Regions from separate parts of the Mus musculus genome. Here regions 2, 3, 4 and 5 are each linked to region 1. A link is a contact called in public promoter capture Hi-C data. All regions are on one chromosome and are shown on one strand. The core of a region is the stretch at or near the end of the contact, and the rest is flanking DNA. Distances in the headings are between cores, read along the strand shown. Region 1 holds the start of Phlpp2 (PH domain and leucine rich repeat protein phosphatase 2). Region 2 holds the start of Pdf (peptide deformylase (mitochondrial)). Region 3 holds the start of Terf2 (telomeric repeat binding factor 2). Region 4 holds the start of Cyb5b (cytochrome b5 type B). Region 5 holds the start of Nqo1 (NAD(P)H dehydrogenase, quinone 1).

The links. Promoter capture Hi-C pulls out the DNA fragments that hold promoters and counts their contacts.
Region 2: a promoter capture Hi-C map of hippocampal neurons shows a contact between it and region 1, with 4 times the contacts expected there. The contact joins the promoter of Pdf here to the promoter of Phlpp2 in region 1. A contact is called at or near these places in 3 of 39 promoter capture datasets (cranial neural crest, hippocampal neurons and pre-B cells) and 1 of 115 datasets of contacts at active chromatin or transcription factors (embryonic forebrain).
Region 3: a promoter capture Hi-C map of cranial neural crest shows a contact between it and region 1. The contact joins the promoter of Terf2 here to the promoter of Phlpp2 in region 1. A contact is called at or near these places in 3 of 39 promoter capture datasets (cranial neural crest, hippocampal neurons and pre-B cells).
Region 4: a promoter capture Hi-C map of stem cell-derived epiblast-like cells shows a contact between it and region 1, with 2.5 times the contacts expected there. The contact joins the promoter of Cyb5b here to the promoter of Phlpp2 in region 1. A contact is called at or near these places in 6 of 39 promoter capture datasets (the C10 cell line, cranial neural crest, hippocampal neurons and 3 more).
Region 5: a contact with region 1 is called in a promoter capture Hi-C map of liver, with 4 times the contacts expected there. The contact joins the promoter of Nqo1 here to the promoter of Phlpp2 in region 1. A contact is called at or near these places in 3 of 39 promoter capture datasets (embryonic stem cells, hippocampal neurons and liver).

The regions. Positions count from the first base shown.
Region 1 is chr8:109,866,374-109,871,059 of GRCm38.p6, forward strand. Phlpp2 (PH domain and leucine rich repeat protein phosphatase 2) reads left to right here and starts at 2,230. Exons shown (of 19, transcript NM_001122594.2): 1 at 2,230-2,344. The coding sequence starts at 2,246. It overlaps Gm17344 (a long non-coding RNA gene), which reads right to left and starts at 2,157. Exons shown (of 4, transcript XR_003947453.1): 1 at 1,923-2,157.
Region 2 is chr8:107,046,595-107,051,280 of GRCm38.p6, forward strand. It overlaps Pdf (peptide deformylase (mitochondrial)), which reads right to left and starts at 2,020. Exons shown (of 2, transcript NM_026513.2): 1 at 1,467-2,020; 2 at 1-677. The coding sequence starts at 2,004. The coding sequence ends at 520. It overlaps Cog8 (component of oligomeric golgi complex 8), which reads right to left. Exons shown (of 5, transcript NM_139229.4): 4 at 3,548-3,716; 5 at 2,115-2,536. The coding sequence ends at 2,214.
Region 3 is chr8:107,094,433-107,099,118 of GRCm38.p6, forward strand. Terf2 (telomeric repeat binding factor 2) reads right to left here and starts at 2,116. Exons shown (of 10, transcript NM_001371065.1): 1 at 1,690-2,116; 2 at 1,497-1,592; 3 at 390-520. The coding sequence starts at 2,077. It overlaps Mir7075 (microRNA 7075), which reads right to left and starts at 1,674; the gene lies at 1,593-1,674.
Region 4 is chr8:107,147,881-107,152,566 of GRCm38.p6, forward strand. It overlaps Cyb5b (cytochrome b5 type B), which reads left to right and starts at 2,781. Exons shown (of 5, transcript NM_025558.5): 1 at 2,781-2,993. The coding sequence starts at 2,832.
Region 5 is chr8:107,400,899-107,405,584 of GRCm38.p6, forward strand. It overlaps Nqo1 (NAD(P)H dehydrogenase, quinone 1), which reads right to left and starts at 2,307. Exons shown (of 6, transcript NM_008706.5): 1 at 2,168-2,307. The coding sequence starts at 2,174.

The sequences.
Region 1 (4,686 bases), core at 980-3,479:
GTGTTTGCTGTGAAATCAACCAGGGTTAGAAATCCAACTAAATCAGGTAGGTATCTGAAATAATTTCAAAGTAGAAAGAAAACCCTGGGATGTAGCTTTTCTTTCACCTTTTATTAAACTTCACAGAGAGAAACCATGCTTACTGTAGTAAAAGAAAACAAAGAAAGGAAGATTGGGACTGTGGTAGAGGAAGGCAAAAAAAACGCCTTTTATAGAAGAAATGATTTGTATGAGGCAGAATCTTTGAAGCAAAGTTTTATCTTTCTTTTTCTTTTTTTAGATTTATATATTGATATATGTCAGTACACTGTAGTTGACTTCAGACACACCAGAAAAGGATGTCAGATCTCATTATGGGTGGTTGTGAGCCACCATGTGGTTGCTGGGATTTGAACTCAGGATCTTCGGAAGAGCAGTCAGTGCTCTTAACTGCTGAGCCATCTAGCCAGCCCGCAAAGTTTTATCTTGACATGTCAATTAGCTCCAAATTGAACAAAACATCTTAAGACAGGGCGGGCCAGGTCTATCTCGAATGCTGTTGCTTTTAAGCCTACAGTTAAAATACTCCAGACAAGTAGTTGCACAGGCCAAACTGAAGCAATGGGTAATAAGTGACCCTTTGCCCGGTTATCTTAGAAGTTGTTTTGCTTTTTAATCCCTTACAAGTTGGCTGAATATTCAACACATACATAAGAGAGGAAGCCCTAAAAATGAAGAGATCTAGAAGGCTTCTTACAAAATGTAGGAGCAGTTTAATGCTAATCACCTTTTGGGAAACCTAGAATTTCAGAATTACAGTGGCTACTATGAATCTTTAATATGAGTTAGGCTCTTTGTTCTGTCCAATCCACCTTGATAATGGCCAGGCAGATGTTAATCTAGTTCATTCACTCCTTAAGAACCAACGCAAGGGTCTAGAGAGATGGCTTAGTGGTTCAGAGCACTGGCTGCTCTTCCAGAGAACCCAGGGTCAACTCCCAGAGTTCACCTGTCAATTTACAACCATCTATAACTCCAGGTCCAGAGGATCCGACACTGTCTTCTGGCCTCTATCATCAGTCATACACGTGTTGTGTTGCATAGACTTAATACCCATAACAACACGGAAGACCCACCTGAAGCTGGGCATAGTGGTGCACATCTGCACTGGGGAGGTGGAGACAGGAGACTCTAAAAGTTCAGGGCCAGCTTTGGCTATATAGTGAGTTCGGGTCTGCCTGGGCTATGTGTAATTTTCTGTCTCAAAAAAAAAAAAAATCCGAAAGAATTAGATCAAGTAATTTGTACATGTATAGAATGTATAGATCTAATAATGAGTATAATTAACGGGGTGTGGTGACCCACGCCTTTAATCCCAGCACTTGGGAGGCAGAGGCAGGCGGATTTCTGAATTCGAGGCCAGCCTGGTCTACAAAGTGAGTTCCCGGACAGCCAAGGCTACATAGAGAAACCCTGTCTCGAAAAACCAAAAGAAAAAAAAAAAAAAAAGAGTACAATTGAGATTTGGAATTGGAATTAGGCAGACTTATAATTTGGCCCACTAACCACAAAACTATCTTTCACTCCAGGAACAAAAAGAGTCAGCTTTTAAAATAGGTGAATTAAGACTTGCAAAATAGAAAGCGGGCTTACACACCATGTTACTGGTTGAGTGGTTGAGGACGAGAAAGGAAATCTGATACTTTGATTACAGGAAAAGGACACTGAACTGTGCCTGGAAAGCTTAGTGTACTTGAGGTGGTTTGATGAAGAAGGTCGCCAGCTATCCCTAAGAGGTGAGTATAAGCAACAGTTCTTTCACCCCCAGTGGGTGCCAGGGGACAAGACACATTTGGGAGCAGGAAGCGTCTTGGATGGAGAATTCCAGCGCCGCCCATGGTGGAGGGTTGTATCTTGTCTATTTTAACAGGTGCAGGCCTTACCTGTCACTTCCTCTGGCCGCTTCTTGGAGGATCCAGAAAGTACCAAATTGCTCTCCCTGCGCCCTGGTCCTAGGAGCTCAGGGTGGAGCGCAGCAGAGGCTTACTCCGCCTGCAGTGGCGCCAGCCTCCCACAATTCTACTCCGGCCTCGCCAGGCTGACGACTACGCAGGTCCAGCGGGTCGGGGAGGGACCGAAGGGGGCGGAGCGTCTTGGTTAGGGGCGGGGTCTAGGCGGAGGGGCGAGGCCTCCCGCTGCTCGCGCGCGCCTCCGAGGCTCGCGCTGTCGCGCCGGGCCGGGCGTCTCTGTAAATCCTTGGCCGCCAATGGGGGAGGTGGAGCCCGTGCCCGCGGGCCCGCTGGAGCCCCCGGAGCCACCTGAAGCGGCGGCGCCTCGCCGGCCCGGAGGGATTCGGGTCCTAAAGGTGAGACGGCAGGGAGAGGGAGGAAGCAAGAGGGCTGTGGCCGCCTTCGCTAAGCTGCCCGAGGCGGCGGGCGCCCCCCGCCCTGCGTCCCTGGGCCGCTTGCACTTGGCCGGGCCGCCGCGGGCCTGCTGTGGGGCCTCCGGGCCGCGCCCCCGCCCTGGCCTCCGCCGCCCTGGTCCCCGGCGCTGTCCATCCCTGACCGCCGCCCGGCAGGCCCACGCCTTCGGGCAGCCGCTGCCCCCACCTTCCTTCCTCCCCGCATCCCCGGGACCTCAGTCTCCTCGCTGGGCCTAGCCCGGGGCCCCGGGACGGATTCCGGGGGGCTCCGAGGGCCGGCCGCGCCTGGCGGGAGTCAGGCGGCGAGTACGCAGGACTCGGCGGACACCTGAAGACATCACCCCAGCTGGAGGATGGCGGCGGCGATTGGCCAGGCGCCGCGGTGTGCGCGGGCTGCGCCGGCGGGAGCGGCCACGCTGCCCTCGGGACTGGCTGCGGGAGTTCCGAACCGGCTCTCGGCTCCAAGACGCAACACCCCGCGCTTCCCGCTCGGGGGACAGTCCCGGAGGATCTGCTGCCTGTGGACCTGCTGGGCGTGTTGCAGGGTTTGGGGGGCGGGGGTGGGAGAGCAGAGCCCGAAGGGGCACTCCTGCTTGGCTGACAATCCGGGGAGAAGGCAGTGGGGGAGCCGTTATGCAACAGGCAGCTAAGCGGGGCTTTTTGGTAGAATCAGGGGAGTAGGAGGATAGGAAAACAGATGCAGGGGAAAGGGGAGTGGAGCCTTGAAGGTGAGTGATGACAAGAAGTTTCTATGCAGGAAGAATGCAGAAGGTGAGCTGAGGTGAGGTCAGCAGAGATGGCTAAAAGGTGGCTAACTGGGTGGAGTTCTCTACTAACCTCTGAAATAGTGCAGAGACATTTTTTTCTGTAGGTTCAGTATATAAACGAACTGGAATAGTGGAATGGAATTCCTCTAGAGTTCTAGAAGAGCAATTGGCAGGATTTAAAACTTGCCAAAGAAGGGGAAGAAAATTAAGATTTAATGTGTTTCGAAACCAGTCTGCCAAACATCGAAGATACTTAATGTTAAAAGCAAACCTTAAGTAATTAAATGAGATTGTTGTTGAGTAATATTTCCTTTTATTAAGATTATTAGTAAAGTAGCACAAAGATGGAAGCAGCAGAAAAATTTATTTGTTGTACTTAGTGAATTCATAAAACCAATACTCAGTAGACTGAAATTTTATTTTCTGGCACCTCCCAGTGTTAATGCATAGTTTACTTTAGACTAACTTCATAACTGTTACCTACACTGTTACCTACACTGGAATTTACTCAAGCATAAATCGAAGTGTAATTACTCAAAGTCTTCCAGATATTTAAAATGATAGCAAATAACGAACTGTAAATTGTGAGTGGATTCAGTACAGGCAAGAGATCTGCAGGACTAACTTATGAGGAAATAGTTTTGAGAGATATCAAATGGCTTTTGGTATGCAGAGGATGGTCAATTTAAAAAAAAAAAAACTTTTCTTGTAACCTTTTTGGGTCATGTTGAAATGGCCAATTGCATGAATGGAGGGTTCCTGAAGCTCTCATTTTGGGATCATTAGAAAGATTCCAGTGATGGGTCGGTCAGTCTTGATTCTTGGTCAGAATTGAGCTCTTGCCATGAAAGTCTTTCTGAAAGGCCTTCCTGGCCTTGCTTTCCTGAATTAGTTAACACTAATCCTCGTAAATAAGTGGGATAGATGGTCATGGAAACAGGCCTTGTGTGTCCCGCAAGCAGAAGTTCTCTGGAGTTGCTGAGTGGTTCGCTCTCTCAATTTTAGCCTATAAAGAGTACAAGAGGTGAGCAGCAGACTTTCTGAACCTTGAAGAATGTCATGTTTGCCCACAGGTTTTTCTCTGGAGATGTTTGTAAAGACTTCTCTAGCCTAGGAGCATGGCTCTGGGTTAGGAGTGCAGGGAGGGTCAGCAGCCCTCCAACATACAAGGCTCTGGTTTTATTCCTCAGCTCAAGCATCAAAATACTTATAAAAAGTTGATGCATGCCTTAATCTTAGCACTTGGGAAGCAGAGGCAGGCAGATCTCTGAGTTCTAGGGCAGCCTGATCTATAGAGTTCCAGAACAGCCAGAGATACAGAGAGAACCCCTGTCTTGAAAAACAAAACAAATAAACAAAAAGACTTTTTATTCCTTTATACTTACACCCAAATCATGAACATTATTCTCAAGTTTTCATAAAAAGCTCTTCATAAAAGCCTTACATGACTGAGCCAACATAATTTATTCAGATTATATCAAGGACCATAGGACACTGGAGCATTTTATAAAAAGTGCA
Region 2 (4,686 bases), core at 770-3,269, 2.8 Mb before region 1:
TGTGCCACCACACTCAGACTTTTAAGACTGCATTTTAAGACAACTTTCAAGTCCAGCAGTAGTGTGATACACCTTCAGTCCCAAAGCTCAGGAGTACAGAGGCAGGTATATCTCTTAAGTTTGAGGCCAGCTTGTCTACAGAGTGAGTTCCACGACAGCCAAGGCTACACAGAGAAACCCTGTTTCAAAAAACAAATCTTTTGGATATCTGGATTACCTTATCAATCAATTGTAGGCTGTGGGGTTAGAATGTGTCTCATTTGTACAGAGGATGTTTGCCTGCCCACTCCTCTCCATGGGAAATTGTCAGGAAATAGCCACTCCTTTAATGGTACATTTGTAGTCCTGCTGTAATCGTATTCTGTCAGATCTGATTTCAGGGCAAGCATTTCTATCATCTTCATCTCAGACCAGCACACACTGTCTACTGTCGGACTGGAACCAATTCCAAGCTGAAGCACAGATGTGACCATCTTAGTCTGCATGCTGGATTTCCAGATCCTCAATTCAAGGAGAGTGTTAGTCATTCACCTCCATCCAGTGGAGATTGGTAAATGTCCCACTGTCCATTTTGTCGATGAACAAGCAGCCCTGCAAGTGATCCATCTCATGCTGGATGATTCGAGCTGTCCAACCACTTGCCGACCACACCACTGGCTCTCCTTTTGGGTCCAGTCCTGCAAAGGAAGTTACAGGCTCGATGAGGTGAGGCTTTGCTGAACTCATGCCCAACCTCCTGTCCCTACTTTGTTTCCTGCCCTGGCCATGCCTATTTATATCCTATCTACAGAGGCAGCATCCAAGAGTGAATGTGGATAACAGCTCTTATCCCTCCTAGAAAGGGTACCCCAATTTTGTCCAGTGCCGACTTTTTACTCAGCGTGATTCCCAGCACTACTACAGGGCAAGGATAAGAAATCAAAACTCTTTTCAAGGGCTGTTTATCAAAGGTATTTCATGCCAGGCATGGTGGCACACACCTTTTAATCCCAGCACTCAGGAGGTAGAGGCAGGCGGATTTCTGAGTTCGAGGTCTACAAAGTGAGTTCCAGGACAGCCAGGGCTATACAGAGAAACCCTGTCTCGACCCCCCCCCCCCAAAAGAAAGGTATTTCAGCTTGGCACTGTAGCAAATAACCATATTACATAAAACAATGTGAATGTGAAGCATGGAATGGTTTGTTGCCCTAGTCTGGGTAAATCTGGGTCCCACTTTCTTACACAAGCCCCACCACGATAAACTGGGAAAATCGTGTGTGCAATACAGACACACTTACATGGGAATCTATATACCTACTCATGAGAAAGGGGAAAGACAGGCTCCATATCTAAGGAATCACCCTGCAACCCATCTAGGCGGGCCTGACCTGCTCTTCAGGAGTTCAGTTGGCTCCCGAGTGCCGCTGTGTCTGCACTGTCTCTAGCCAGAGAGAGCAAGACCACCCCGCTGCCCACGTCCCCTGCACCTGAGATCTGCACGGCTTGGAAGCGAGGCACACACGCCAGAAAGCCGGCGACACTCTCGCAGCCCTCGGGGAAGGTGACCAAGCGGCTGTCCAACACTCTCAGACTGGGGTTCACCAGCACCCGAAGTGGGAAGGGTTCCATCTGACGCAGTTCGCGCAGGCGCGGTGAGAAGGCTCGGAGGAGCTTGTCCGGGAACTCGAGCGCCAACACTTGCAGCGGCACCCCGAGCTGCGGCGCACTAAGGCCCACACAGCCACGCCGTCGCATTACCTGCACCATCCGCCCCACCAGCCGCTGCAGCTCCGGCCCCGCTAGCTGCTCGGGTTCCACCGGGGCCGCCACGACGCGCAGCACCGGGTCCCCGACCTGGCACACGTGCGCGTATGGCGGCTGCGGCGCGCCACATACAAGGCGCCTGAGGTACCGCCAGTAGGAGCGCGTGCGCGCCGGGCCCTCCAAGGCGGCCAAGGAGCTGCACCTCTGCGCCCGGCTCCCCGGAACCCACGCCGGCCGCGGCAGCCTGCCCAGCAGCAACATGGCGCGGGGAGACGCCGCGGCCCTTCCTTCCGCTAGCGCCAAAGACGCCGGGAAGCGTAGTTCCCGTGTAACTTCCGGACGCCCATCGTCGGGAACAGCAGGCGAGTGGCGACAGTTGTCGGTTTTATTAAAGCTGCAAATACCACAGGGCCCGCGCTATCCTGGGCAAAGCAACTGCACACACCTTCCCGCTGCAGAAGCGCGTACCCTCAGGGCTGCTCCCCAGGCTGCGGGCAGGGGACACTGCCTATGGCTCCTCCCTCACTCGGTGGCTCGGCTGGCAGCGGCTCCCCCTCCATGGGCTCCTGAGGCAGCGGCTCCCCTGGTTCCCTCTTCTCTGTTACAGGCTCCATGCTCCGCTGCTCCGCAGGGAGCTCTGGAGCTGGGGCCACGAGGTCCGGCCCCAGCTCCTGCTCATCTAAACAGAAAACTGTTTCTCTCTTAGGCAAAATAAAGGCGAGAGGTTCCTGGATGGCGCTGATGTTCACGTGTCCAAGGTTTCCGTGCTTAGAGAGCTGGGTGGGTGAAATGCCTGACCCAGATGGTAGGGAAAAAGAAATGAAAAAGAAAAAAAAAGTTATTAAATTCAATGCAGAGATCTCAGGGATGGTGTGGGGCAGGGGAGGGGACACTCAGAGAAAAGATTTAACACAATTACATATTTCAATACAACAAGAACATCTTTTTGGGTTTTTTGTTTTTTTGAGACCTGGCTATGCTGGAACTCTATAGACCAGGCTGGTCTCTTATCTCACAGAGATCGTCCTGCCTCTGCCTCCCAAATGCTGGTATTAAAGTTGTGCCAGGCTAAGGGCATCTCTGTAATACAAAAGGACAGTTAGTTATATTGGAGCCCCATTGTAAGGGTGGATGGAGCCTGAGCCAGGAGACACTCAGTAAATACTGGAGTCCAGGCACAGATCCCAGCTATTTGGGAGGCAGAGGCAGGAGGATCTCTGAGTTCAAGGCCAGTTGGGTATACCAAGTTAGTTCCAGGGTAGCCAGTGCTATATACTGAGATCCTGTCTAGTGTCAAACCAAAAACAAGGGCTACAGACATGGCTCAGTGGTTAAGTACTCTTCCAGAGGTCCTGAGTTCAATCCCCAACAACGTGGCTCACAACCATCTGTAATGGGATCTGACGCCCTCTTCTGACATACACGCAGGTGTGCATTCAGATAGAGCACTCACATAAAATCTTTAAAAAGACAAAACGAAAACAACAATGATAAAAGCCAGGCTGTGGTGAAGAACACCTTTAATCCCAGCACTCAGGAGATTTACAGAGTTCCAGGACAGCCAGAGTTTCACAGAGGAACCCCTGAAGAGAAATCCCATATCAAAAAACCAACCAAACAAACAAACAAATTTTTTAAAAAATCTTTCCTTTTATCCTAGCTCTTGGGAGGCAGAGGCAGGCAGATTTCTGAGTTCAAGGCCAGCCTGGTCTACAAAGTGAGTTCCAGGACAGCCAGGGCTACACAGAGAAACCCTGTCTCAAAAAAAAAACAAAAAAAAAAACACAACTTTCCTTTTTCTTACCTAAAGTCTGGGCTATCTGAGCTGGTGGGAAAAGGACTTGAAGACAGCGGTTCAAATAAGGAACAAGGTCTTCCAGGAAGGCAGTGCAGAACTGGACAAAGATCTCATGCTCCCCACTGCTGAACACAGCCTCTTCGGCTCGATGGAATGCCAGAATTGTTTTGGTTACCTACAGGACAATGTCAAAATCAACCACAGAGGCAGTCTACGCTGCTGACTATGTGGACAAGCACAAACTTGCAGCATAGAGAAAGTTCATTCACAACAGGGGTGGCAGGGGCTCCTTTAAGCCCAGTGCTTAGGGGCAGAGACAGGCAGAGCTTTGTGAGCTCCAGGCCAGCCTGGTCTATAGTCCAAGTTCCAGGACAACTGGGGATACAACCAAGACACACAAATCCTGTCTTGAAAAACAAAAAAAAGGTAAAAGAAAAAGGAAAAAGAAAATTCATTTCAAACAATGCATTTCATTGCTATCTTGTTGAAATTCAGCACTGTGGTCAGTAGACACAATTGTGTGATTTGACTGGTGGATTTATGACTCAATGCTTTGTGTTCTGGTAGATGGGGTGTGATGAAATAATTCAGGAGAGATGCTCTCCTGCTGGCCTTGAGGAAGAAAAGCCATGTTGTGAGCTGCCTGTGGCAGATGGCCTCTAGGAGCTGAGGGCCTCAGTTCTGCAATTTTCCAATGGCACAGAATGGCACCTGACAACTGGAATGAGCCTCTAAGGGAACAGGTGACACCTTGAATACAGCTTGTGAGACCCTGAGCACAGAACCCAGACACTGCACCTGTATTCCTAGCTCATAGACAGTAATTGATATATGTGTATGTATGTGTATGTGTATACATACATACATATATGTGTGTGTGTATATATGTGTGTGTGTGTGTGTGTGTGTGTGTGTGTATGCAAGGGATTTTAACCCAGCAACATGGCTACTCTGGCTGGAATACAAACATGCCCTCAGTCCGCACCTTTAATCGCAAACAATGAAGGTCAAGTTAGTTTATAGAAGGAAGCACCCATGTTTGGAAGTGATGTCTAATTGATTAGAGGCAGACAAAGTGACAAATCAGAGAAAGATTTGACAGAACAGGATATGCCCAACTCTCACGAGAACAAAGAAAGGCTACT
Region 3 (4,686 bases), core at 866-3,365, 2.8 Mb before region 1:
TAGTGCAGGAATGATTCCTTAAGTCTTCCTTTCAGCAGTCAAAAAACTCAGTCCCACATTTCCCAAGGCCCTAACCATTCCTTTTGGCTTATTACAGACAATGGCAACCAAACCTAGGACCACAGATACTTGGGGGGCCTCAGTGCTCCTCAAAGGTACAAACTTCCAAAACCGTCTTCAACGTCAACCACTTCCCAAGGCCACAAAAACAACCCAAACCACAGAGCTATCCTCTCCACAGCTAGAGGGCTTACTACTTACTCTGTCTGTCTCTCCCTCCACCTGCTCTTCCCTCTACCCACGCAGAAAAGATTCCACAAGGAGTCTGCAAAGATCCCTGACTTCTGCTAGACAATAAAATAAAATAAAATAGTAAAAATGTGTCTTACAGCCTCCTTGACCAGTTTTCTGCTGGATTCAACCATAGAGTCTGTCAGTGTGAACTCTGTTTTAATCATCTCCAGCACATTGATAGCTGATTCCAAGGGTGTGAGCTCAGCCTCCATATCAAAGGAACAGTCTAGGACAAAACACAGTTTCCACTTTAAGCTCTTTGCTAAGGAGGAGCAAACATGTCCAAAAAGTTTACATAGCTATTTATAAAGCATGCAAACACCACAAGACTCATTTGTACAAAGAACCATGCAAACCAGGCATTTAATCTCCTCACTCAGGAGGCAGAGGGCAGAGGCCAACCTGGTCTACACAGTGAGTTCAACAGCTATGGCTATGTAGACTCTTTTAAGACTCTGTCATTAAAAAAAAAAAAAACTAATAATATAAAAGGGCCATACAGACCCAGTAAAGTTTGCATTTATTTGTTTATGTCCTTGATATATGGTTCAAATTCCAATCAACATATTTCTTTTTTGTTTTTCAAGACAGGGTTTCTCTGTGTAGCCTTGGCTGTCCTGAAACTGGATCTGTAGCCCAGGCTGGCCTCGAACTCAGAAATCCACCTGCCTCTGCCTCCCAAATGCTGGGATTAAAGGTGTGCACTACCACTGCCCGGCTGGCTTCAACGTATTTTAAGTGACTATCTTTCAATACTTTTTAATACAGCTCAATTATAACATATATGTTTGCCTCCAAAATCCAGAATAACACAACTTCCTCAGATACAAGGGGCCAACAATGAAGAGAGTTTGTTAAGTAGCTGCCAAGTTCAACTTGTGTGTGGATGGGAGAGTGTTCCCACTTTACTATTTGGAGGAAGAGGGAGAAAGATGTGTCCTTATTGACGTAACTTACTTGTAGCAATAAAAATGGGTGTGCAATTAACAGGTGGGAGAAAACAAAACAAAAGACAGCCAAGAAACTTTAACTGGAGAAAACCGGAATTAGAGAATTCAACCACTGTTGAATGAAAAAGCCCTCCGCGGTGGAACCAGTAGTGCACTTTAACCCGGAATCTTTCAGTTCCGGATGTTAAGTTTGAAAATAACAAAACCCTACGTAAGTAAGCCCAGAAAAGAACACACAAAAAATAGCCGTACCTAAATTTTCTCCTTCTTCAATGCGCGACAGACACTGCATAACCCGCAGCAACCGGGACACCGTATGCTCCTTCCCCAAGGGCCTGACAAGCAACGCTGGGAAAGAAGACATGGTTGGCTCCGCGAGCCCCGGACCCCAAGTCATGCCCCCCAAAACCATGTCCTCCTCCCCGCGGCCCGAGCCGGCTCTCACCCTGCATGATGTCCCGGATCTGCCTGAAGTCCCGGTACCGGCTACTCCGAAAGGCCCGCAGCGCCTCGTGGAAATAGAACTTGAGCACCCAGCGGTTGACCGCCTCCTCCAGGCGAGCTTCCCCCGCGCCCCGCTCGGCCGCGCCTCCCAACCCTGGCTCGTGTCGCCCCCGTCGAGCCCGCCCGCCGCTGCGCGATGCCCGTCGGCTCGCCGCCCGCCCGCTGCTATCGCTGCTCCCGCCTCCTCCCGCCATCGTGTTCGACCGCCGCTCGCCCTCCCCGCCCTCCCCGCCCTCCCGACTGGGCCGTTTCCTTGGCTGTGACGCCATCGGGTCACGCACAACGCCCGGGCCGGAAGCAGGGCCCGCTGTCCCGGCTCCCGCAGCCATGATACCGACGGGGTTCCGAGCCGCCCGCGGGCTTCTGGGAGGGAAAGGACCGAGGCGGCGGGGGGTCTACCCACCTCCTCGGCATCCGTAGTTCCTCTTGTGTCTGCTGCAATGCTTGCTGGGGATTGGAGTCCACACAGCCCAGCCAGGCGCGCTATTTTGAAGACTACGCTGCAGACTTGGGACAGTGTAAAGAATATGAAAAATAAGCGCGTGCATAATGTTAGACATTTCGCAAATTGTGAAAAGCAGTACAGTAGAAAGAAATTACTTTGTTTTGTTTTGACACAGAGTCTCACTGTGTATCCCTGGTTGGCTTGGAACTCAAGACATAGAACTCTGCCTCTGTGTTGCAGTGCTGAGATAGTGCCAACATGGCCAGCCTTTTTTTTTTTTTTTTTTTTTTTTACTTTTTTTCTTTTTAAAACATAGGTTTGTTCTGGGAATCAACGGAGGTCCTCGCCATTCTAGAGCAAGCACTTTATCAACCGTGCACTGTCCCCAGCCACCTAGTAAAAATGTATTCTAAGACAGGCCCTGCAAAGTTACCCAGGCTAGTTTTGAACTCATGTCAGAGCCCATCCACAACATGGCTTTGGAGCCACTCTCTAAAGCAATCCTAGCTATGGTAATCCAAGCTGCTTGGTGATTCCAGCCTGTTTGCCTTACTTAACAGGAGCTAAACTATCTGCCTTGATATCCTGACAGGTCTGCTTCTTATTGTGTAAACCTTGAACAAGTTACTTCTCCGTTTGTGTACCTGTGCCCCTTTCTGTCAAGTGGACATCGTGAGGATTGTATTAAAATGAACTGAGTTACTATTTCTGGTTCCTGTAGCTCAGGGTTCAACAAATTGTGTGTGTGTGTGTGTGTGTGTGTGTGTGTGTGTGTGTATACACAGAGATCCAAGGATAACTTTTAGAAGTTGGTTTTTGCCTTTCATTATGTGGATCCTAGGGACTGAAATCAGGTCATCTGGCTTAGTCTCTGGCAAGCATCTTTATCCACTGAACCATCTATCTTGTTGCTCCTGGATTCCAATTGCTTTTCATGAACTCATCCAGAGCATGCTTGGACAATCTATTTTTGTTTACAAAAAAAAAAAAAAATCTGATTTTTAAGTTTGGTGCAGTGGTCCATGTCTTTACACCCAGTGTAAAAGTTATAGCTCTGAGGGGAAAGTATCTTGGCAGTCAAGAACCAAGGAATATCACAAAGTCACACTATACGACAAACCTCACACACAAGAAATTTACTGGGAAGGAAGGAAGACTCAGGCTCAGGCGAGAGGCAGCTGGATACTGAGTAGAAGGCAGGGTTTATGTGGGGTTTCTTGGGGTGAGAGTGGAGCAGGGCAAGTTTTCAAGTCCAGAGCTTGAGTTTTTTTACTCTGTAGGGTGAGGGCTGGCTGGGTCCAGCCATTAGAGTGGTTAGAGTGTTCTGTGGATGGAACTGGTGGTTGGAGCTCCTCAGGGGCGAGGCCTGGCAAGGGAAGGTTTCTCTCTAAAAAGTATTACATCTGTGCTTCAGCAAGGGGGAGGTTGCCACAGTGGAAGGTGTTACACCTCTGTTCTGGGAGGTATCCTGTCAATCAGGGGACAAAGAACTCCACAAAATCACACTGTACAACAAATCTCACACAAGAGATGTGTTTGGGAGGGAAGACCCCAAAAGGGTGGCTGCCTCTGCTTGGGTAAAAAGCAGCAGTGAACTGAAGGAAGACTTTATATAGGGTTTCTTGGGGGGTGGGAGGTGGAGCTTCCCAGAGTGGACAGTTCCAGAATGGGGATTGGTGGGATTTCAAGGAAGTGTGGCATTGTGAAGGCAGGGTTTTGAGATCTTAAATGCTCAAGTTACGCCCAATATGAAACACATCCAGTTTCCTTCTTGCAGATCAAGATGTAGAATTCTCAGCTCTTTCTCCAGCACTATGTCTGTCTGGATGCTGCCACACTTCCCACCATGATGGGAATGGACTATACCTCTTAAACTGTAAATCAGACCCAAATTAAATGTCTTCTTTTATAAGAGTTGCCTTGCGGGCTGGAGAGATGGCTCAGAGGTTAAGAGCACTGATTGCTCCTCCAGAGGTCCCGAGTTCAATTCTCAGCAACCACATGGTGGCTCACAACCATCTTGTAATGGGATCTGGCAGCATCTTCTGGTATGTCTAAAGACAGCTACAGTGCATTCATATAAGTAAAATAAATAAATCTTTACAAAAAAAAAGTTGCCTTGGGCTGGGCAGTGGTGGTGCATGCCTTTGATCCCAGCACTTGAGAGTCAGAGGCGGGTGGATCTCTGAGTTCGAGGCTAGCCTGGTCTACAGAATGAGTTCCAGGACAGCCAGGCCTACACAGAGAAACCCTGCCTCAGAAAAACAAAACAAACCAACCAAACAAACAAGCAACAACAACACAAGAGTTGCCTTGGTCACGTCAATAAAACTCTAAGACAATATATGTACAAATTTAGGAAGCCTCAGTATCAGGATCCCATGTGGGCCCTCTAATGGCCCGAATGTCAGTTGTTCCTCCCTAGAGTCCCTCCTCTACCATCCTGCTCTCCACTTAATCCTCCCACTCCAGTCTCCTTCCTCTCTCCATAAC
Region 4 (4,686 bases), core at 1,531-4,030, 2.7 Mb before region 1:
TCCTCAAAACTAAATACTATATATATATTGAGAGTCACTTGTTCTGACGTCCCTTTCAGGCTGTTCACTTATCAAGTATGTTTTCCCTGCTTTTGACCGTAATCTCTAGAAATTAAATTACATACGCACACACATGTACATGCACATTCACATGTATACACACAGAGGCGGGGCCACACGTAGTGTGTGCCTGTTTATGAGTCTATCTTTTTATTTCTTTTGGAGGAGAACTGGTTTCTTTGGATTTTTTTTCCTTTGTTTTGAGCCCAACAACAACAACAACAACAACAACAACACACACACACACACACACATTAGGGGCCAGAGAAATGGCTCAGCTTATAAAAATGCTAAAGCTTGATGCTTTGAGTTTGATCTTTGGATTTTACATGGTAGAAGGAGAGAACTGACCACTACAGGTTCTCCTCTGACCTCTATAGGGACCCCTCCCCACCCCCATAAGCAAGTCAATGTACTTTTTTTTTAATTAGGTATTTTCCTCATTTACATTTTCAATGCTATCCCAAAGGTCCCCCATACCCCCCCAATCCCCTACCCACCCACTCCCCCTTTTTGGCCCTGGCATTCCCATGTACTGGGGCATATAAAGTTTGCAAGTCCAATGGGCCTCTCTTTGCAGTGATGGCCGACTAGGCCATCTTTTGATACATATGCAGCTAAAGACAAGAGCTCCCGGGTACTGGTTAGTTCATATTGTTGTTCCACCTATAGGGTTGCAGTTCCCTTTAGCTCCTTGGGTACTTTCTCTAGCTCCTCCATTAGGGGCCGTAAATGTACTTTTTAAAGGTGGAGCTGATGCAGATTTTCCATAAGCCCTAAATTCAACCACGTATAACTTTCTGGATTTTTTTTTTGGAAATCTTACTGCCTCACAAATTTTATAATAGGGTCTGTGGGAGAATGGCGATACAAGAAGCAAGCTCTTTGCTCTGTGTTTCATTTTCACTGTTTTGTAGGGATATGCAGTTTACAAATCTGTGTGCTCACTCCTACATGCACAAGGAAGCTGGAGGAGTGGTCACGTGTCTTCATCTGTCATTCCTCTTCAGGTTCCCTGAAAGAAAGTCTCTCCCTGAACTTGGGGCTTGCTGTTTTCAGCTCTACCAGATGGCCAGCAAGCTCTCAGGAGCTGCCTTCCTCCACCACCACCCCAGAACTAGAATTACAGGCATAGGAAGGCCTGCCGGGCTTTTACTGCCGAGGGAGGGAATGGTTAAGTCGTCACTTTTGCTCAGCAAGTGCTCTGAGTCTCTACTGTGGTGCCTTTCCCCTGTGCTGGCTGGTTTTGTGTGTCAATTTGATGCAGGCTGGAGTTATCACAGAGAAAGGAGCTTCAGTTGGGGAAATGCCTCCATGAGATCCGGCTGTAAGGCATTTTCTCAATTAGTGATCAAGTGGAGAGGGCCCATTGTGGGTGGTGCCATCCCTGGGCTGGTAGTTGTGGTTCTATAAAAGTGCAGGCTGAGCAAGCCAGGGGAAGCAAGCCTATAAAGAACATCCCTCCATGGCCTCTGCATCAGCTCCTGCTTCCTAACCTGCTTGAGTTCCAGTCCTGACTTCCTTGGTGATGAACAGCAATGTGGAAGTGTAAGCTGAATAAACCCTTTCCTCCCCAACTTGCTTCATGGTCATGATGTTTGTGCATAGAATAGAAACCCTGACTAAGACAATGGCTTATAACCTGCAAGCATAATAAACCTTCTACTTCTCCAGCTGGTTTTGGTCAGTATTTATGAGAGCCATCAGAGCAAACTACAGTACATAGTTTGTGTAATTAGGAACTTAGGTTATGGAAAGTAGACATGGTGGTGTCCTTTTAAGCCAGCACATGGGAGGCAGAGGCCTCTGAGTTCCAGGACAACCAGGCTTACATACTGATACATTTCTAAACAAACAAACAAACAATAAAATATTAGTGAAAGAGGTTGCAAATAGTTTACAGAGTCATGAGTGCTAGGTTGTGAAGTAACACCGTGAAACATTTTAGGATGATCAGCCTCTTAGTTTTCACCGCAATTAAAGAGAAAGGCTCGCAACCTTGCACATTAACTTAGAATTCCAAATTACCTAGACTTTTAGCAAGGGTCATTTGAAGTAAATCCTATTTTAGGCCATTTAGAAACTAAAACAGTGTAGATGAGCCCTGATCACTGAAGAATTCAGTTAGAGATTGTTTTGTCAGTAGTGGAAGAAACTTAGGACATCTACCCTTGCCCCAACTGCTGTCCTAAGGCCTTGTACCTAAGAGCCATGGAGTCCAACGCCACTTGTGATTTACACAGTGGATTGCTGGGCTCACGCCTCTCTTAGCACACTCTCTTTAACACACATCCCAAACCTCTGGGCAAGGAAGGTAGAGGTCACCACACCCATTTTAATTGTTGAGCCTTTTGGAGCCTAAAGGGAACCAGTCTGGGGGACAGCAAAGCTTGTAACCCCGGGGGCTGCAATTCTGGATGGGAAGATCAAGGGAAAATGCGGGTCCGTTCATTCGGGGACCCAGGGTGGCAGGAAGGGAAAAGAGACGCTGGAAACCGGCTCTTTTCTTTTAGGGCCGGGCCTGCCCATGGGCCGAGCAGAGAGAATGCTCTCCTGTGGTGACACTTGTCACCCGGCCACGTTTAGGCGCTGGTCCAAAATCACGATATCTGATTGGCAAGGTTGGAGGGGCTGGTCGACGCCGATTGGCCAGTCGGACGTCGGACCAGGTTTACCCGGTTACGGAAGCCGAGGAGGACCCAGCGCGGGCCGGCAAGTCAAGGAAGTTAGCGGTGGAAGCCCAGATAGCGGCGGAGAGGGCTTCGGATCCCATGGCGACCCCGGAGGCCAGCGGCAGTGGCGAGAAGGTCGAGGGCTCCGAGCCCTCCGTCACCTACTACCGGCTGGAGGAGGTGGCGAAGCGAAACTCGGCGGAAGAGACGTGGATGGTGATCCACGGGCGAGTCTACGATATCACCCGCTTCCTCAGCGAGGTGCGGGCCGGGGAGGCGGGAGGCCTCCGCGCGCTGCCGGGGTGGGGGTGGGGAGAGGCCACGCGTGGCTGTCCGGCGCCCGGAAGGAACCGTGACCCTCGGAGGGGCTGCAGTCTCAGCCTCGACTGACAACGTGCGTTTCTCAATGCATGGAGCACTTGCAGGATGCTAGATCACACGCCAGGCCATCAACCCGTTTCCCATAAAGAGAAACTGAGGCTCACGGAGGCCGGGAGCTCTCAAGGGCACACACTTAACGACCTAATCGAGCCCAGTTCAGAACTGCTCCTTTCCAGGAAGTATGCCTTAGAAAGCAGTGCTTTGGGGGGCTTTTATTTTCTAGAGGAGAAGGCAGTTTTTTTAAAAAGTAAAAACAATTAAATTTTGTATGTGGGGGGGGTGGGGGTGGGGGTGGGGGCATCTGCATCTGCGTTTGGTGCCAGAGGTCAGAACCCCAGGAGCTGGATAAGAGGAGGTTGTGAGCCTCCTGATGTGGGTGTTGGGTACTGGATCTTCCGAGAAAACAGAACATGTGCACATGTGCTCTTATCCAGTGAGCTGAGATTCCTCCCACCCCTGTTCCTGGTTAGGCAGTAGAGTGTGTGGGGTGTGTGTGTGTGTGTGTGTGTGTCCGTGGAACTTTTATGTAGAGCAGGCTGGCTTCGAACTCAGGGATCCTTCTGCCTCTGCCTTCTGAACGCTGGGGTTAAATGTGTGGGCCACCAACACCTGGCTTTCAACCCTTTTGTTAGTGCTTCAAATCAAATCTTATTACTCAAGATCTCTTTGAGACTGTTGGGCCACAGATAATTTTCCTCTTTGTGACAGGGCGTTTTTCAGCTTATTACATAGTCTCTGTAGACCTTGAACTTCTAATCTTCCTGTATATGCCTTTCTAGGGATCAGATCGCTCATGCTTATTAGGCAAACACTGTCAACTATATTACACCTCTAGCTGGGGTTTGACAAGTGTATTTGACCATGTAGTCACTACAGTAAGGAAAAAGAACATTTCACCCCACTAAGATGTTACTCTCTTGTTCCTTTGCTGACTGTCAATCTTTTTTTTTTTTTTTTTCCAAGACAGGGTTTCTCTGTGTAGCCCTGGCTGTCCTGGAACTCACTCTGTAGACCAGGCTGGCCTCAAACTCAGAAATTTGCCTGCCTCTGCCTCCCAAGTGCTGGGATTAAAGGCGCCACCACTGCCCAGCCTAAAGATTCTTTTTTTTTTTTTAAAGATTTATGCATTTATTTATTATGTGTAAGTACACTGTAGCTGTTTTCAGACGCACCAGAAGAGAGCATCTGATGTGAGCTACCATGTGGTTGCTGGGATTTGAACTCAGAACCTTTGGAAGAACAGTCAGTGTTCTTAACCACTGAGCCATTTCTCCAGTTCTTGTTTTCTCTCTCTCTCTCTCTCTCTCTCTCTCTCTCTCTCTCTCTCTCTCTCTTTTTTTTTTTTTTTTTTTTTGGTTTATCGAGACAGGGTTTCTCTGTGTAGCCCTGGCTGTCCTGGAACTCACTCTGTAGACCAGGCTGGCCTCGAACTCAGAAATCCGCCTGCCTCTGCCTCCCGAGTGCTGGGATTAAAGGCGTGTGCCACCACGCCCGGCTTTTTCCTCCTTTTAAAACAATGTTTTTTTGGCTTGAACCCAGGGCCTTAGATGAGTACAGGGCAAACACTGAACCA
Region 5 (4,686 bases), core at 1,057-3,556, 2.5 Mb before region 1:
GGACCGTCCCCTGGAAACAAACCTCACTCCAGTATCCAGCCCAGTCTTGCTTTCAGCCTCCCTCCCCCACCCCCACCTGAAAGCTTCAGTGCTTCCCAGCCCTCTGCAGGGAATGTCAGGGGAGACCTCCATCAGACTGGCCCATAGTGGCCTCCATCAGACAGTGGCCTCCATCAGACTGGCCCATAGTGGCCTCCATCAGACAGTGGCCTGTAGTGGGTGGCATTTTCTTGATTAGTGATTGATTTGGGGAGGGTCAGCTCCCTGTGATTGGTGTCACCCTTGGGCAGGTGCCACTCACTGGGTTGTGTGAGAGAACAGGTTGAAAAGGTCACAGAGAGCAAGTCAGTAAGCAGAGTTCTCCTGCTTCAGTTCCCACCTCCAGGCTCCTGCCTCCATTTCCCTTGGTGACGAACTAGGACCCGGAACTGTCAGCTGAAACCCACCCTTTCCTTCTCCGCTTGCTTTTGGTCGGCGTTTCCTCGCAGCAACAGAGAGCAGACTAGGTTGCCAGTATTACAGCCTATGGGCGTCATTTTTCTGTTTTACTTTTTATTTTGTCAATCTTCTACTCTAATTTGTAAATTAAATTTAGCCTGGCCTGGACACACACCTGCACTGGGGCGCAGAGGCAGGAGGTTCAGGTGTTCAAGGTCAGCCTAGACCAAATCGAGTTTGAAGCTAGTCTGGCCATAATGAATGAGTGGATGAACGGATGGATGAATAAACAAACACTGAACTGAACCGAACACAAGTGTGGGAGTGTAAGATAAATATGATAATGCTTGTGCTCTGTGCTGTCTGCGGCTGCAGTGGAGGGGGCTTGGAACATTTATCCCTCATGCATAAATGGAGACCGAAGCAGACACAGCCTTACCAGCTGTTGAAAACCCTCCCTCGCTGGCTCTCCCAGCAACTCATCGCAGAGCTTAGAGAACACTGGGATGACCCTGTACAACGGCAGAAGCATCCTTCCCTCCCTCTGTGCTTTTAGCAAGGCGAGATCCTGAGTGCATTTGCAGAGTCTGAAATAGTTTTAAAGGGAAAGGAACTCCAAAAAGTTAAGTCCCGCCCCAACAGAGGAAACACCTAAACCTAATTGCTGCCCAGAACTCAGAGCCAGGCCCTGTTGGGAAGTACTTAGCCCTGGAGGCTACTTGGCCAAGAACGCAGTAGATGCCAGTCAAACACTAGACAATAATGTGGTGGTAACTGCCAAGGACTCTCCCCTGCCTTCCCCTGGGCTGATGGCAAAGTGAGGAGACTGTCACAAAAATGGACCAATTAACAAATCGGATTTCCTGCTCCAGGGTCACAGTAGAAACTTTCCAGAGCCAGGTAGACTGGAATTAGGCTCCGATTCTGTTACACTCCTTCTCAGCTACGCTCCCTGTACCCATCTCCACATCTTCCCGTTTTGTTTCACAAAGTGGTGATACCCCTTTTAAAAATCTGCGGTTTGGTTTGTTAGTTTGTTTGAGACAGTCTCTCTTCATTATGTAGCTCTGACTGTCCCGAAACTGGATCTATAGACCAGGCTACCTTGGAACTTAAAAGAAATTTGCCTGCCTTTGCCTCCAGGGTGCCACCAAGCCCAGCAGTGGTCCCTGTAAATTGCCTGCTTGCATTTCTAAATGTTAGCAACGTATTTCCAAATGGTTAAATACTATCTGGCCTAGGTTGGGGATGTGCACAGAGCTCAGGTGGTAGAGAGTTTGTCTAGTATGCAGGAAGTCCTGGTTTCAATTCAATTCCCAGAGCCGTAGAAATCAGGCGTGGTGATATGCACTTAGAATCCTGGCACTTAGGCAGTGGAGGCAATAAGACCCCAAGTTCAAGGCTATCCTTCACTATACAGCAGCTTTAAGGCCAACCTAGGACACATGTTACCCTTTTTCTAAATAGTCCAAACGCGGTACAGGGAGTGGCAGCTCTGTTAAGGAACGGTGTAGAAGGGGCAATGCTAGAGTTGCCCACGGGTGAACTTGGGCTGCAGAATAATCTGCATCGCTGGTTCTGAGAAGAAGTTCTCCTTCCAGAGACTAACCGAGGCTCATCCAGGTTCCTAACCACCTCACTTTTCCTCTTTGAGGCAAGGAACAAAACTCACAGCCAGCCCCTACATCCTCCTCAGAGTAAATCAGACTGGAGTTGGCGCCACACTCACCCGCCATGGCTCCAGATGTTGAGGGAGGATCGTAATACCGAACGCTGATTGGCTGAGCAGCTGGTTGCCAAGACGACCCTAAAGCTCTTCGGAGAGATCCTTAGGGCTGGCTACAGGCTAGGCTAGTAAGAGCTGAGCCTTGGGGTATGGGCTGAGCGAAGGCTTTATATCCTGCTTATGCCCGCCCAGCCCACTGTGCAGAGCAGCCAGCGAGGGCGGGGCTGGACTCCAGAACCCAGAGGCATCTTGGGAAGATACCAAGTTTTTGGCAGGGAGAAGCAGTTTGGGGCTGGACTAGGACTCCTGTATATGGAAGTCAAAAGGGTTCCCCGGGAGCAAGGGAGTGAGAGAGAATTTGAGGATATGGGGACATATTGAATAAATTCATCTGCTCCCTGTCCCAAGACCTCCTGGGTACAAAATGGAAATTTCCAACAGAATTTTTCGAGCTTCGTGGGACCTGCCTACATAATCAGCCTGTGTAGATTAGTCCTCACTCAGCCGTGGGAAGTCACCTTTGCACGCTAGGGGAAGGGTGGGGCAGCAAAACGGATGGGCTCAAATTTTGCCGACTCACTGTGACTCTAGACTGAAAGTTCAGAGAGACTTGTCCTCGTGTGAAATGAATTCGTGCTGCGTTCTGCTCTTAGAAACTGCAAAAACTGCTCCCTGGGTATACACACTTGGGTCTCCTCAACTTTGCCCCCGGTGACCAGGTAACGGGGAACTCATCTGTGCGACTCTCTAGGAAGCCAGAGCAAAGCTGGCAGGAGACAGCAGCCACAGGGAAGTGTTTCTCTGTGTAGCCCTGGCTGTCCTGGAACTCACTCTGTAGACCAGGCTGGCCTCGAACTCAGAAATCCACCTGCCTCTGCCTCCCAAGTGCTGGGATTAAAGGAGTGCGCCACCACGACTAGTACATGCTTTTAATCCCATCACTTGGGTGCCAGAAGCAGGCAGATCTCTGAGTTTAAGGCCAGACTGGTCCACATAGCTAGTGCTAGAACAACAGCCAGGGCTACATAGGTGAGACCCTGTCTCAAAAACAGAGAAAGAAAGAAAAAGGGTTGGAATAAAGACCCTACATGTATGTGTGTGCCTTGGTCAAGCTCCCAAAGTAGGGTAGACATTATAACAGATTGCCATCATTAAAAGAGCTCAACTTTCCTGTTATCTGATAAATTCTGACAGTGAGGGAAAGACACACGTGCAGTCTCCTGTGGTGACAGGCTAGTGACAGCCCTTGTGATGGATCTCAGTGGAGTCTCATTCCGGTTAGGGCAAAGCCGAAGTAACACAATGGGCTATAAGAGGGAAGAAAGAAATATCAGCTGCAGCAGGCAAAGAGACCAAGGACAATTTTTAAAGCAACGCACTTCCCAAACAAAGAAAAGGTGAGAACTTATTAGGGAGGCAGATTCTTGTTCCTATGGGGGAGGTACTTTGGGGAGGGTACATTCCTGCACATGCCCAGTTTGCACCACAAAGCTTTATCTGGAAATAAAAGGATACCCTGAAGGTTTCTTAACACAGGGACCCTTGACCCTTGAAGGCTTGGCCTTGCTTAACTACTACAGTTGAAGATACGTGAGACCTCATTTCAAAAATCAAAAATAGGAGCTGGGGATATAGCTTCATCAGGAAAGGCTATCTGCTTTCTCACTGGATGCTGTGTGACCAGGCAGCTTCGTCTGCGATGTCAGACTCTCCTCTCAAACAACGTGCTAAAGTAGTTTCCACAGGCTGCTTCTGTCTCAGCATCAGACAAATACCAAACACACCACACTACAATGTTCAACATTGGGTTTTCTGGTGTTTCCTTACAGTTTGTGCCTGAGGGTCATCTCTCAGCTGTAAAGAAATACCAACATAAAAACCACAGTTTATTCCGGAGCCATTTTGAGTGGCCACGGCCTGGGAACACCAATATAGGGTACCCCAAATTTTATGTTCCAATGTGGGTGCAGCCTCACAAGATTTTTACAATTTACAGAACAAAGTAATAAGTTAAGGCGACTTTAAAGTACGTTGGTGGGAACCCTGGAGAGGTGGGTACACTGGAGAGGTGGGTACATCGAGATGGGGGGGTGGGGTTTATGGTCCAAGATGCTATCTGATGACACTCTCAGCTCTTGGATTGGCAGAAGTGACACTGCCATAGTCACTGGAAACAGAAGAGTCACAGAGTCAGCTCGCCTGTTTGACACAGTTCCAGCCAAGCTGAGCCGAACGAATGCGGCAATCGCTGTCCTTCTGTCTGTCTCTCGCTTTTAGGTTTTGGTCTCTGTGTGTTTTGTTTTGGGAGCTTTCTGCATTATGAGTCATTTTTAAGTCTTTTTCCAAGGAAAAGTATGTCTGAGTCTTTTTAGGAAAAGCCTAAAATGAGCTTTATCTGGCCACTGTTTGGATGTCTCCCTCATGGCCTGGAGATCATTAAGCTCAGATAAACACGTAACTAGATGAAGCCATTACTCCAGGAATCTTCTTGGGGTGTCTACCCCTGAATAAACTCAAACAGT